Linked DNA regions of Zea mays: region 2 is linked to region 1. The links are chromatin contacts, called in public Hi-C maps. All regions are on one chromosome and are shown on one strand. The core of a region is the stretch at or near the end of the contact, and the rest is flanking DNA. Distances in the headings are between cores, read along the strand shown.

The links. A called contact is a pair of places that touch in the nucleus more often than the background predicts.
Region 2: a Hi-C map of tassel shows a contact between it and region 1, with 2.6 times the contacts expected there. The contact joins the enhancer-like site here to the promoter of LOC100275267 in region 1. A contact is called at or near these places in 2 of 25 Hi-C or Micro-C datasets (ear and tassel).

What each region holds. Positions count from the first base shown.
Region 1 is chr8:174,813,978-174,820,788 of Zm-B73-REFERENCE-NAM-5.0, forward strand. It overlaps LOC100275267, which reads left to right and starts at 3,672. Exons shown (of 8, transcript NM_001350150.1): 1 at 3,672-4,270; 2 at 5,775-5,984; 3 at 6,490-6,811. The coding sequence starts at 3,737. It overlaps LOC100274471, which reads right to left and starts at 173. Exons shown (of 5, transcript NM_001148830.1): 1 at 9-173.
Region 2 is chr8:175,311,090-175,317,900 of Zm-B73-REFERENCE-NAM-5.0, forward strand. LOC103636510 (WRKY transcription factor WRKY62) reads right to left here. Exons shown (of 3, transcript XM_020542626.2): 3 at 3,773-6,811. Among protein-coding and RNA genes, the nearest start is that of LOC103636510, 11 kb to the right of the region's middle. Within about 2 kb of position 4,097, at least 20 of the 20 cell types and tissues checked have an H3K27ac peak or open chromatin away from gene starts, as enhancers often do. A contact at or near this core is called in ear and tassel, where this site is marked.

The DNA of each region.
Region 1 (6,811 bases), core at 2,422-4,921:
AGTAGTACCAAAAGCGGGGCGGGCGGGCGGCGGAAGTGAGATCTGGGGACGGCGGCCTCGCCCGCCCTCAGCGTCCTCCGGCTTCCCCCTCGCCTTCCGGCCACCGGCGAAGAGGGCACCCACCAGAACCAGACCGGTGCGCGAGGCAAGGCTTGCCGCTTCTGGCGATTGGCTTCTCCTCAACGGTTGGCCTCGGAGGCCCAGCTCCAGCGAGAGGGGCCGGCATATAGGGCCCAACCCAACCTCACTCTCGGGGGCCGGGCGGCCACGTCAGCGCGGTGTAGCGCTGGCATTACCCGCTCCGCTCGTGGCACGTCGGATCGATGCCACCGCCGCCTGCAGCGCTGTCACTTTTTTTTTCTTGTCTCTCCCCGTCTCCCGTCGCTCACACCCATGCTGCTGCTGGCCTTCCGTGGCTATCATTCGCAGCTGACCTGGGCCGTCGAGGCGACATCGCCGGCTTTGCGCCGAAGCAAAGGGAGCACATTTCTTCGTCGACGGAAAAGCAGGCGCTTGCTTCTTCTTCTATTCTTCTTCAGGCCTGTCTGTCATCTGTCTGTACTGTACATGTGCAAGCTAGCCAGAGTGAAAGCCGAGCTGAAGTGCTGAACGAACAAGCGCGGCCCTTTTCCGGTTTTTCTTCTTCTGGTGAGTGGTGACAACGAAGTACTACGAGTCCACCAAATGGTTTCGGCATATTCTGACAGCTGATTCCTCGACGACGCCACGGACATGGACCACCCGTTTGGGGCTGTGATTATCTTATCGTACCGTACGTATCCCACGCAGGCTGCGGGCTGCGGCTCGCAGTAGCGCCATGCACATGCACGCACCACCTCACCTGATGCGTCGCGAAACGCGGCAGATCTCGGGGCTACTTTGGAGGTCAAACTCAAACATGCTGCGGTGTCGGTGACGGTGAATCCAAGGAAACGCCCGGGGGGGGGGGGGGGGGGGGGGGGGTTGCTTGCAGAGATCTGCGACCGACTGATTCCCTGCCGGTGTTTCTGCTGAATTCTGAGCAAGTGGAATGAAGGGTATTGATAGGACTATAATACCTTGCTATCTAAAATTGAATAGTGGAGGATTATATGCCCTCCAATACACTCCATTACCTTTACTCCCAAACAAGCCCTAAAGTACTTGCGTTGCGCCATAGCCATAGCCATAGCCCGAGCACTGAACTCTGACCTGCTTAGCTGACTCCCGTGATTCCAGCGTTCCTTCCTTCTCTTGCCGGGACAACATGCATGCAGAAATATGGCATGTAAATGGAAGACCCGGCTGTTGCAGAGTTGCGGGTCCAATCTAATTTGTTGCTTTGCTGCTGTACGAAATTAGGCAGTTATTAATACTGGAGTCATGTAAAAATATCAAAGTCAGTAGTAGTTATATATATAATATGCAAGAAAGATTTAGCGACATTGGGCGTCCTTTTTCTCTCTCGCTGTGTCATCATGGACTCGGAAACAGCTCCGTTCGATCTCTGATGGACTCATGGCCCATTGGGCTTAACTTTGTCAGGCGTTAGGACTCGGACACATGTTTTCAATTGGGCCAGCAAATATGCGTCGTGACTCGTAGGACAGAAAGATGATACAATCACGGGGACCGGGCACTAGCCCGGGTGGTTAGCGTAGCCGATGTGCTCGCAGCCGGTCTGGGTTCGTTCTCAGATTTTAGGATGCACATGTCTACTGGATCAGCGATATTACGTGTTCCCACGTATTAGAGATCTAGGTCTCTCAATTTATTTCTGTGTGTATTATAGACGCGCACGCGTGTGCGTGCGTGTGGTGTGCGTTCGTGGCGTCTTGGTACCCCGATAAAAAAAGGAAAGTTGATATAATCACATAATTTTCACCCAAAAAGAGGACGGCATAAATAGCACACTGCATAGTAGAAACCGACATTGCGTGACGACATAATAGGCATGTGCATACAATCTATGCTCCCGAGCATTTCTGGGAATCCCTCTAGTCAACCTTAGCTAGTAGGTCTGCTATGTCCTCAACATTGGGTGCTCGGATGTATATTTGTGGGTTCATGGACATTGACTACAGTACGAGTGAACTCACTCAATGTCTCTAGTATTGTGCTCTCGCCCATATGGAACTACTCGTCCAACCTATCGACAGCTCCACCGTATGCTAGCATGCAGAGTGCAACTGTTACCTTTTGGACAATGTTGAATCCCGACACGTCAGCTGCATTGTCCTCCGCATAAAGTACATGTTGTTGGACACAACCTCGTGGCATATGTCAATGAACATTGCCTTGCACATGCAAAACCTGTTACAGAGAAATGAAACTTAAAGTGAGGAACCCTAAAAACATATGACAGAAGCAACAATATAATTCATAAACTCTAAACCCTAAACTCAAGAGAATTTGTACCTTCTCTGAAACATTGGCTCATTATACACTGGTCGTTCGACAAAATAGTCTTACATCAAACGATGAAAACCTTGAACTCTTATCGACGTATTGTTTGTCTACCCACGACGGAGCCACGATGTTGAGAGGACCCAACATCTTCTTGGTTCTCACGTAACGAGCCGAGCTCGGCTCGACTCGCCCATCTGGCAAGCTCGGAAAACGGCTCGTCGAGCCAACGAGCCTAGCCATAAATGTAAATCTGCTCTCTAAATTATAATATAAAATCTTAAAAATATTTTAAATAACATGATTTTATGTAACAAAATGTTGTTGGGTCGAGCCATGAGCCAGCTCGCGAGCTGCACCGAGCCGAGCTGGCTCACTCTTTTCACGAGCCACAAAAACAGGCTCGGTTCGGGCTCGTTCTGAGCGTCGAGCCGGTCCAAGCCGAGCCGAGCTGCTGCGAGCCCGAGCCAGCTCGAGCTTTTTTTCCAGCCCTACATGGAGGCACTAAGGAATTGTTGGTTGAAGTAATGGCGACGTCTGGTCCTAGTGCACATTGTGTTCTCCTCGATGAACTCGTTCATGTATGTTGCATAGGGTGGCAAAACAAAACTGAGATTGGAAACTGATGCAAGGAGATGGTATGAATAACAACAATGAAGTGAGACATGTGATGAATAAAGTCGTCTCCTAGCAGCTAGATCCATGGATTGGTAGCAGTGGGGAAGTGGAATGCGACACCCGAAGCCACTGCGTTGGGCAAGAACGAAGCTTCATACCTTCCGTCTCGCCGCCCGCCGCTGGTTCATACGATGGAGAAGAAGGAAGCTGCTGCCGTCGCCGATGGGGAAGAAGGAAGATGATGCTGGTTCATAGGCTGCAGCGGGAGACCGCCTGCGCGTATGGAAAGGGAGGTTGGGGACGGTGCGCTGCAGGAACTGCAGTGCGAGGCTGGGCGCGCTAGGGGAGGGAGAAGGGCACCAAAGGTTTCGTCGCTGCGGGAAATAAAGAAACAACGATTAGGGTCTAAGTAGCTCCGCAGATTTGCTCTTGTTTCAGGAGCACTTAAAAATTAAGAGCACATATCTGTTGGATATGTTTATTCGTGATATTATACCAGAAAAAGTTTTAGGAACACTAAATAGGAGATGTTGGAGATGCTTTTAAATAAGATCCTCATTGGTTACCTGCACCTGTAAATGATCCCATGGGGCCCTCCCCTCTGACCCATCAACTGCGAAAAGACTACTCACACACGTCAAACTGTCCCCCCCGACGCACCGCCCCCCGACGCAACCGCGTCCGCGTCGGACCACTGCCGCCGAAACCCTACACGCCCCCGCCACGCCGCGGCATGGCGGATCCGCCGCCCGTGGCCGCCTCCGCCTCGCCGGCGCAGCCCGACCAGCTCGCCGCCGCGGCCTCCGTGTCCACCCCGCAGAACCCCAACCCCCTCCTCTCCCCTCAAATTCCCCCGTCCCCGACCGTCTCCGACCTCTCCGCGCACATCTCGTCCCCGCAGCAGCTCGACCAGGCGGCTGCGGCAGCTGACGCTTCGGGCGGCGGAGGATCCATGGATTACCTCCCGCGCCCGCCGCAGCTGCAGGCGCCTTCGCCCACGCAGGCAGGGGTCGGCGCCGCGGGGTTTGCCCAGATCCCCCGCTCGGGGTCGACCTCACGCCTCTCCACGGCCACCCAGCTCCAGCAGTACGCGGCTAGGATGTACGGCGGGCAGATGAGCTTCTCGGGTGGCGGAGGGCTCGTGGGCCAGCAGCAGCTGGCGGGGCGCGCCCCCATGCTTGGGCAGGGCCAGCTGGGGATGCTGCAAGGCCAGGGTAACGCGGCATCTGCGGCACATTTTGGGCTTCAGTCGCAGATGTTGGCGCAGGTGAATTACTCAATTTGCAGGCTCGGGACCTCTCCAATTAAACATATTTTTATCTCCTCGTACATAGTGTTCACCATTACCGCCAAGGATAAAACGTCAGGGGTTTTAGGCTTCTGCTTTAGGTTTCTCATGCTATCGAAGCAATCTCAGGGTATGTTTGGTTCAGCTTGATGAAGAAAGTCAAATTCACTGTAAAAAATCTAGAATCCCTACCAAGAGGTATAGAAGATGAATAGATTCTGAAAAATCTATAGATTTATCTAGTTCAATCCAGAATCTCCTTCTACCTAGATTTTTTAGATTCATGTCATCCAATTTTTCAAAAATATTACCTAATTGTCCCTATTTATAGGACCAAATTATTATATTTTCTATTCAAAGGCCCCTGACGGCCTCACCTCACCTGACGACCGACAACATATAGAGTTGCCACCGCCTCCCTGCGCCTGACTCCAGAGGTCGGCGATGTGGCTTAGCCATCCCTAAACCACCGAACCTCTTTCTTGTCGACCCTTCAATGTTGCTCATCACCTAACGTCCATGCCGTCCGCTCCCTTTTCGATGTTCAGTGACTGTGAGGCTCCGTCCCCATGAAAGAAGATGACATAACACTTATCACTTTAGTTGTTATCATCTTCATACACGCTACTCGTGTAGGACACCATGTATGTGTTGGACTGGGGATGACTACAGTCGTGACGCTTGGACCTAGCACTACGGGCGTAGAGCTTCGTGGCATGGCACACCACTCCCTTGCCGGCAATAGCATGCTGTCGAATTGGCTCGTTCGAGAGGGTAGGAATTTACAGTTGAACCAAACACACCCTCAATAACTTCAGATATTAATTTGGTGGCTAGAGATTCCTTACCTTTTACTCTCTCCATTCAGGCTGGTTTTGATGGGTACAATCAGCTTTGTATTTTTATTGCTAGACACCGAGCCAAATGCTTGGACAGATGGAACCATGAAAGAATATACCATTTGTAGTAAAAGCTTATTAAGCAAAGTTGAATAGAGTTCCTTTACCCATCTGTGGTCAGTTAAAAGGAAATGAGTAGCGAATCCACATGATATCTAATTCTTTTTTTAGGGTATACTATCTAATTCTTTGAATGTTAGTTATTTATTCTTTGAGATCATGCCATTGACAAAGAAAAATACCGCCGATTCTTACTATTGAATGTGAAGGTGGACTGTGAAAGAATGTAAATTATATAAACTTGGTTATGATATCACTCTTAGCAATAATGTTCATTAGTAGACAGTTCTACTTGTGGTAGTAAATACTTATTTTACTGATAAAACTGGCACAATGAATGGATAGCCTGTCAAAAGGAATGATAATGTACCAAGTTTACCTTTGCAAATTTTGTTGTGGGAGGAAAGTTTTTCATTTCAAGGTAGCTACATCCAGCAGATCTTAAATTAATATATGTTGAGTATTTTGTTTCTTTATTTCCTAGAGACTACTAGTAGAGTAATTGACCTTTCCCGTTACTGCAGGCTAGGCAAAAGGTCATGGCACAAAACACCCAATTGAATAATGCTAATACAGCTCAAGTGCTGCAAGGGATGCAGCCCATGGGTGTCATGGGTGCTATGGGGATGAACCAGACGAGACCGAATGTAACTATTCCCTATGGTGCTCAACAAAGGTTTGCCCAGGCACAAATGAGGCCACAAGCATCTCAACAACCTGCACTGTCTCCACAGGTACTCTGACATCCTACACCTATCTACAAGAAATAAGGTTCCACAAATTTGTATGCACAGCCTTCACCGCTCTAGTATTAAGGAATGCTGCAGTGTGTTAAGATTCTAGTTGTAAGCAACATTTATTTATGTCCCAATTCTGAAAGAAGTAGTAAACAGTTTGTTGGCAACATGTCTTGTCTTCCTTTAATCCACTGTTTTACTAAAACTGTTTTGAGTTTTGTGATCAGTGTGCCTTAATTCGAATTTCCCATTTATCTTTTAGCAAACTTGAGTTGCACATAGTACATGCTGAAGTTGCTATATGTATCTTGTTGTTTATTTTTTTTATTTACCACATATCTTGTTTATGTAGTATTTGCTACTCCGGGGATATTCCATGCTGAAGTTGCTATATGTATCTTGTTGTTTATTTGTTTCCATTTACCACATATCTTCTTTATGTAGTATTTGCTATTCTCTGGTGGAATACTTTAACTTTTTACATATGATTGGTTTACAGAAGGTACCTGGTCAAGGTTTGTCGAGGACAGCATCAATTACCGCATTAAATTCACAACTGTCTGGATCATCACAAAATGGACAGATGGTGGCAATGTCTATGCCTCAGCAACAGCAACAGCAGCAGCAATGGTTGAAGCAAATGCAACCATCCATGGGCTCACCACTTTCCCCACAGCAACAATATCAGAACCAGCAGAGGCTCCTGTTGATGCAGCATCTTCAGCAGAAGACAGGATTGAACCAACAACAACTTCTCCAAATCCAACAACAGCATCCACATCTCAATGTCCAACAGCTGATTAAGCAGCAACAATTTCTGAAGC
Region 2 (6,811 bases), core at 2,847-5,346, 500 kb after region 1:
TGAACGTCTACACTACTGTCTTAAGTATCTTTTCTTATTTCCAAATTCTAGGTTGCAAATTAGGTTAATCCTACTTCCCAATTATTAATGTATTATTATTATTATTATTAAATGCACAAACAAATAAACTCCAACATGATGTACTATTCCCTTTATTTAATATGGTTGTTAGTGGTCAAGGTGACTCCATGATTTGATTATGCAAAAATGAGAAAAACAACACAAATAGTTATATAAATTTTTTATATTTATCAATTCTTGCACACTCTATGGCTCCGAGTATTTGGGTATTACAACATGATTATAGGGCTCGGTCTTTCGGGTCCTAAATATAGTACATCATATATTAGAGCTCTATCTTGTTTCCTCTTAATTTACAATTATGTATTTCTTAATAACATGAATTATTTTCTAATAGCATTATTTAAGGCCCAGCTGTTGGAGTAAAGATTTCTCTTGAGACCCTAGATACTTTAAATGTGGTCCTATTCCAAATTTTAGGTCTATATTTTAGAGGTCCTTATTGGCGATGCTCTTAGAGGTCATTTGTTTGTTTATTTGTATTGTTCCTCTAGGACCTTAATTCTTTTTTCTTATTATATTGACACGCAGTTCTCTTGTGTCTCCGAAAAACTAATAAAGATTGTTGATTATCGTTCGTGTTTTTTTCTCGTAAGGATTTTATATGTAAAATTCCATGTCTTTGTTTGAGTCATATTTGTATTATTCGCTAACATGATTGATACATCTCTCGCCTTTAGCCTACAGGCAATTATTATTAATTGTACGAAAGTAAATGTGCTCGTGTATCCTGCCAGCAGGTTCGTTACAACAGATAGGGAGAGAAGGATCATGTTTAGTGCAGCAACAAGACCGGCACGTGAACACGTCGCCTTTTATTTTATCACAAATCTCCAGCAATTGACAGTTTAGTGCATTATATTGGTCTATCAGTCAATTTGTAAGCTATCGGATTCATACCTGAAGGTATGGTACACGTACTAGTTAGTTGGCAGCGACCAGACGATTCATGGCGCGGCTAGCGATCTGGATTACGAGGCCCTGTTGTAGGACAATTACAACTATGGCGTGGCTAGCGACCAATTTTTGTAGGTCTCACTTGATCAATTTGAACTGAGATGATGTCTTTTGTCTGTCTTTGGTGCAGAAATGTTGAACAGCAAAAATACCATGCGGACTGTCCGCCTCTGTGGCCAAATGGTCCGCGGTCCAAACTGTCTGCAGTCCACGCGTGCACAGAATCAGTTTGAGTTCTAGATTTATAGCGGAATTTGTTAGCAAATACTGTGGGGTTAACTTGAGAACCGACTTGTATTGGGTCCATACCTCCACCCTTTATATAGCTGAAGGGCTAACAATCGATTCAATCAAATCTACTTATCAATTTTACCTCAATTGTATCGTTCTTCCAATTCCTGGGAGTAGGAGTAATCTAGCCTTAGATTTAGATCTAGTTTAATCTTCCACAACAATCTCTTTTCGACTCTACGCCGATTAGAAACGCATCGGGTGGTCTGCTGAACCGGAGCAACGCCTTGTAACTCTCCCCCTCAACGGAATCACTTCCGGGAGGTAAGTTCTAGGGTTCTTCGCGGAGAAAAAAGTCCTCTACGACACCGCGGATCATCCGGCCCCAGGTGCGGACTGTCCGAAAGCGTGCAGAGGAGGAACCACTCCTGCGCTTAGGTCGCGGCCTGTCTGGGCCGGTGCCACGGACCGTCTGCGCCTTCGCAGAGATCTAGCACCATCAGGTGGTTCGTTTCAGTGTTTTAGCGCTCAGATAGGGGCCAACAAGAAATTAGATACATCTGTTCAAGGAGACTGATCACTTAGATTGTTGCAAAGGTGAAGGTGAAGAGACCTGCTAACTACAGGGAACATGCTGCTGCTGGATGTATCTACGCTCTAAACCTTTTGTAACAGGACAGCTTTTATACTCGTACTCATGTTCCTTGGTAAAAACAGAGTAGTCAATCGTCTTTCAAAAGAAAATAGAGAAGTATATGTAACCGTGCAGGCGTGCAGCGCCAGTGAGAGCTGCGTGATGGCGATGGTTGAACAACGGCGCACGACCAACCAATTGTTAACTGAATAACCAGTGAAGTTTTATGATGTCCGGGTAATTAAAAAAAAGAAAAATAACTTTTTTCCTGGTGCTAGAGGGCACAGACTTGCACTTGTGGTGCACTGGTGCCTAGCTTGTTTATACTATTGTGCACAATATAATAGTGTACTAGGTGGACAGGTGGTTAACTAGAAGAAGAAGAAGAAAATGCTTAGCCCTTCTTATCACTGTCGCTGCACCAACTTAGGTAGCTTCACGTCAGTCCATGCTTGTTCTACCTTTAGCCATATACTAAGCCGCTGGGATCTGGAACCTTTTGATCCCTTTTGAGATCGGTGTATATATCCTATTCCTCCTGTAGACGAGCTGGTTTGGTTACCGGCCGGTTCTACAGAAGCGGAGGAGCTTCAGGTGACCAGGCGAAGAGGAGGTCAGGGTGTTGGGTGTGTCCTCTACAGCCGGTCAATAGAGACTGGATTGGGCTTAATCCAACTATCGTTCCTTTAATCGGGCCCTTGATCGGGAGGGCCCACGCTAACCTCGGTTGGAGCCCCCAGACACACGACGCTATATATATAGGACTAAGGGGTCGCAGGAAAGACTAACGCTAGTACCTCGCCCCAAAACCCTAGTCCTCAGAGGCCCCCATCGCCTAGGCGTCGGAGTGTTTGGAAACGCAACAACCTACGGCGGCACGGATCCCGATGCCTGCTGCTTCTCTGCAGGGCGACGGTATGAAGATAGCAACAACAAAGGTGTGTATTCCTCTATTCCTCTTAGTAGATCAGAACTACTCGTCATCAAGATTATACTTCCAGTTCCAGTTACGGATTGGTTTTATAGGGACTTAGGAATCGATCCTAGGCAGTATAGATTCTAACAATGGTATCAAAGCCAACCTAAGAACCCTAGATCTCCTAATCCGCATTCGGTTTTATGAGATCGCAGAAAGGTCTCAGATTCATGTGATTGAACTCATTTTTTTTTAATAATTATTCATCACCCGAGAACAGAGAGATTAGAATAGATAGAAAGAGTCCATGCTCTCGGGTTAGGGTTTTCCCTTACCCTAAGATTTAGGTTTGGCCAATGTAAGAGACAGTGTCTCGGCCTCAAACCAGAGAGAGCACTCACAACTGTTTAGGGTTAGGGTTTACAACCTAACCCTAATCGGCACACCATCAACAGAGACGGTGCACAGGGCTCAGGATCCAACGATCCACGGCCAAGAAACAGAGTCAAGTAACAGAAACGCAGATCCAGTTAGGGCTCAACCCTAACTAAATTAACCCTAAAATCCGGATCGGTCGAAGTGCACAGAGCACTGTTAGTTTAATCCAGTGACTGGATTCACAGAAAAATGTTGGGAACCAGATCCACGTTTTAGACCTCCGTACTCGATCCCATAAATTACAAGAAGACACATCTCATACATACATTCACACAGAAGAGAGGGATCGAATACTTGAGGCTGGATCGTGTAACCAGAAATAGCCTCGTGCAACACGGTATTTTTTTTTTCTCGGCTCTGAGTTCAAGTGATGCAGAGAGAAAAAAAACAGAAAGTGAGACCGTGAGGCATATGGCCTTCATGTGGCTGTACGGCCAGTGGTGTAACGAATGAACTGCATGCGCTGCAGGAACTAGCGGCCAGATGCTAGAGAACGCACAAAGTAGAAAAGAATAGAACCACGAAAGTGAAAAGAATCTGCCTCTGGCTTGCTCTAATCCTCACTGGATAAGAAGGAAAAGAGCATACTGAGGATCACATCGTGACCAAATGCAACGACAAGACATCATTGAGATAAAGAAAAGAAAGAGAGAATCTCCCTGGCGGCCGGCAGGAATAGAAGTGGGAGGTGCGGTCGGCCAGGAAGAAGAAAAGAAAAAAAAATCCCAGGGAGGCGGCTGTCTTTGTGGCGGCTGAGAAAATGACTAGGGTTTACAGCCTCTCCGAAACCCACGGCATTTATAGAGCTTGCTACAGTACACGGGTAGATCTGGACCATCGGATCGCCACCGATGGCTGAGATCAAGTGGAGGGGAGGGGGAGGCCGCGTGGGCCAAAAACGCGGCCTCGGCCCAGGTTGCGGCCCAGTGCGCGCGCCCCTTCATCCAGTAGGCCGAAAGGCCACGTCCAGGCTGGGCCGACCAGGCCGAAATGACCTCCAATTTTTCCTGGAATTTGTTTTCTATTTCCAGAAATTAGAAATAGAGAAAAGAAATTAGAAAAATAGAGCAGAAAATTCAGAAAAAATCTTAGAAATATTTTTCCAGTTATAGAAAATTTCAGATATATTTATGGACTATTTTTATTCCGCTGCGTACTTTGGTACTTTATTTTATGCAATTTTTTGAGTGGATTATGAAACCAACGTGGATTAATTATTATTTTGAATTGCATAGAATTCAGAAAATTTGCGGTAATTGAATATTCTAACCAACGTTAGATATTATTACCACATTTTGAACAGAAATATCTATATTTTTTTAGATCATCCAACGATGGTTTAGAATTTTAGAACCAGGTTATTATTTGTTTTTCTATGCATTATTGTTTATTATGAAGCCTACGTGGATTAATTCTCTTTAAGTGCATAGAAATTCAGTTTTTTTGTGGTGATTGAATATTTTGACCAACGTCGAATATTGTTGCCACATCTTATACAAGAATTAAGTTTTCTAGATCATCCAACGATGGTTTAGAATTTCAGAACTAGAAAATTTGTAGATCAGACATGATTATTATTTGACCAACGTCGAATATTTAATTCATGCAAGTTCTATGTTTCAGTATTTACTCCAGACGTCCTAAATATTTTCTGTTTTACTTTGCAAAAGTGCACATATTGGCCTACTAGTTGGTCAGATAAGGTAGATTAAACCGTTATGTGGTATTTATTGTCACTTATGGCGGGAAAAGATTGAAATGATAACTACAGTGGATGAAATAGATTCCTCACTGTGTTTTGAGAAACCCATTAAGCCTACAGTAGGCTCACCTTAGGATGACCTTAAGATGGCGCAGTACAACATCTATAAGGTCAACTGAAAAAGATCCAAGTGTAATGTACTTGATCATAATAAGAGTCTCATCCAGGATCCTATTGAGGGTGCTATTCCAGAATATGAGACATTTCATGATCAGTAAAACACTTGTCTAAATGGACAAGTGCTATATAGATCAACTCGTGACATAGTTTGTCTAGAAGGAGGAAAGGTTGATAAGTCAAATAAGTGATTCTATCAATCTTCCCAAACTAAGAATCCTCAAACAGAACAAGACCTCTAAGAAAGGTTCAAGAATAAGATCAAACATGATCACGATGTTTTCTATATGCAATAATCAGACTGTTTCTCAGATCCCCTGAGATCTGCCTCTATTGCAAGAAGACAGGGCATACAATAGAAAGTGTTCAGAATTCCTGCAATAGATGCTACAGAATGTAATTCCGTACAAACCTAAGGCTCCCAGAGGGCTGAAAACAGTTACAGTGGTTAACGGAAAGCAAGCAGACACTTAACTTCAGTTTCGTGATTAGACAATCAGCACATCCAACATCACTTCGGTGATAGAGACTGTGTTATTCAGTTTTGATAATAAAGATGTTGGTCTCGTCATCTGACGAGACATGCTTTATTTATCTTCGCACAGTGGTGCTAGATACGCCAGAAAATAAACCAGCCAACATTGGCAGGAGTAAGAAAACAATGTGATGGAGAAACCTCGTCGAAATTATGGTACTATCGTTTGGGCCATATTTCGAGGGGGAGAAAAGAAGTCTCGTTAAGGGACGGATTCTCCATCACCTAGACTTCACAGACTTAGAGCAATGCAGAGATTGCATGCACAGTACGAGAGTGTTAGAAATTATTCATATAGATATATGAGGTCATTTTCCAGTTAGGACAGTAGATGGGTTTGACTTGTTCATAACCTTCACAGATGACTACTCTCGCTGCGATTATATTTACCTTTTTTTAAGGGACAGATCATAAGATGTAGACAAGTTTAAATAGTTCAAGGCTGATGTAGAAAAACAACACGATTTGAACACAAAGATTGTCATATCAAATCGTGTGGGGGAGTAATGTGGGCACCATACTGAGTATGGACAGGTCCCAGGATCCTTTCGCGAGGTTCCTAAGTGAAAACAGTATTGTAGCTCAGTATTCAACACCTGGTGAACCGCAACAGAATGTGGTTTCCTAAAGGCATAAGAAGAACACTGATGGACATGGTAATGAGTATGCTTAGTTACTCTAACTTACCATTGGGTTTATGGATGGTGGCTTTAAAAACCGCTATGCAAATACTCAACAAAGTTCCTAGTAAATCAGTGGCTAAAACTCCATATGAGTTGTTGACTGGCAGAAAGCTCACGCTCAACTACTTCAACATATGGGGTTGTCCAGCAGAAGCTCGAATATTTAATCCTGGACAGGAAAAGCTAGATGAGAGAACCACTAGCTACCATTTTATTGGCTACCCTGAGAGATCGAAGGGTTACAGATTCTGCTGTCCAGGCAGACAAACCAAGTTTATAGAAACTAGACATGCCAGTTTCCTAGAAAATGACATGATCAAGGGGAGTAAGGTACTTAGAGAGGTTGACCTTCAGGAAAAGAGGACGTATGTCCCAATTCCGATGGTTGAAGAACCATACTTCTCGATACCCGCTGTGGTTCCACCAACAGTTGTAACGACTCGAGGTGAAACCCCTG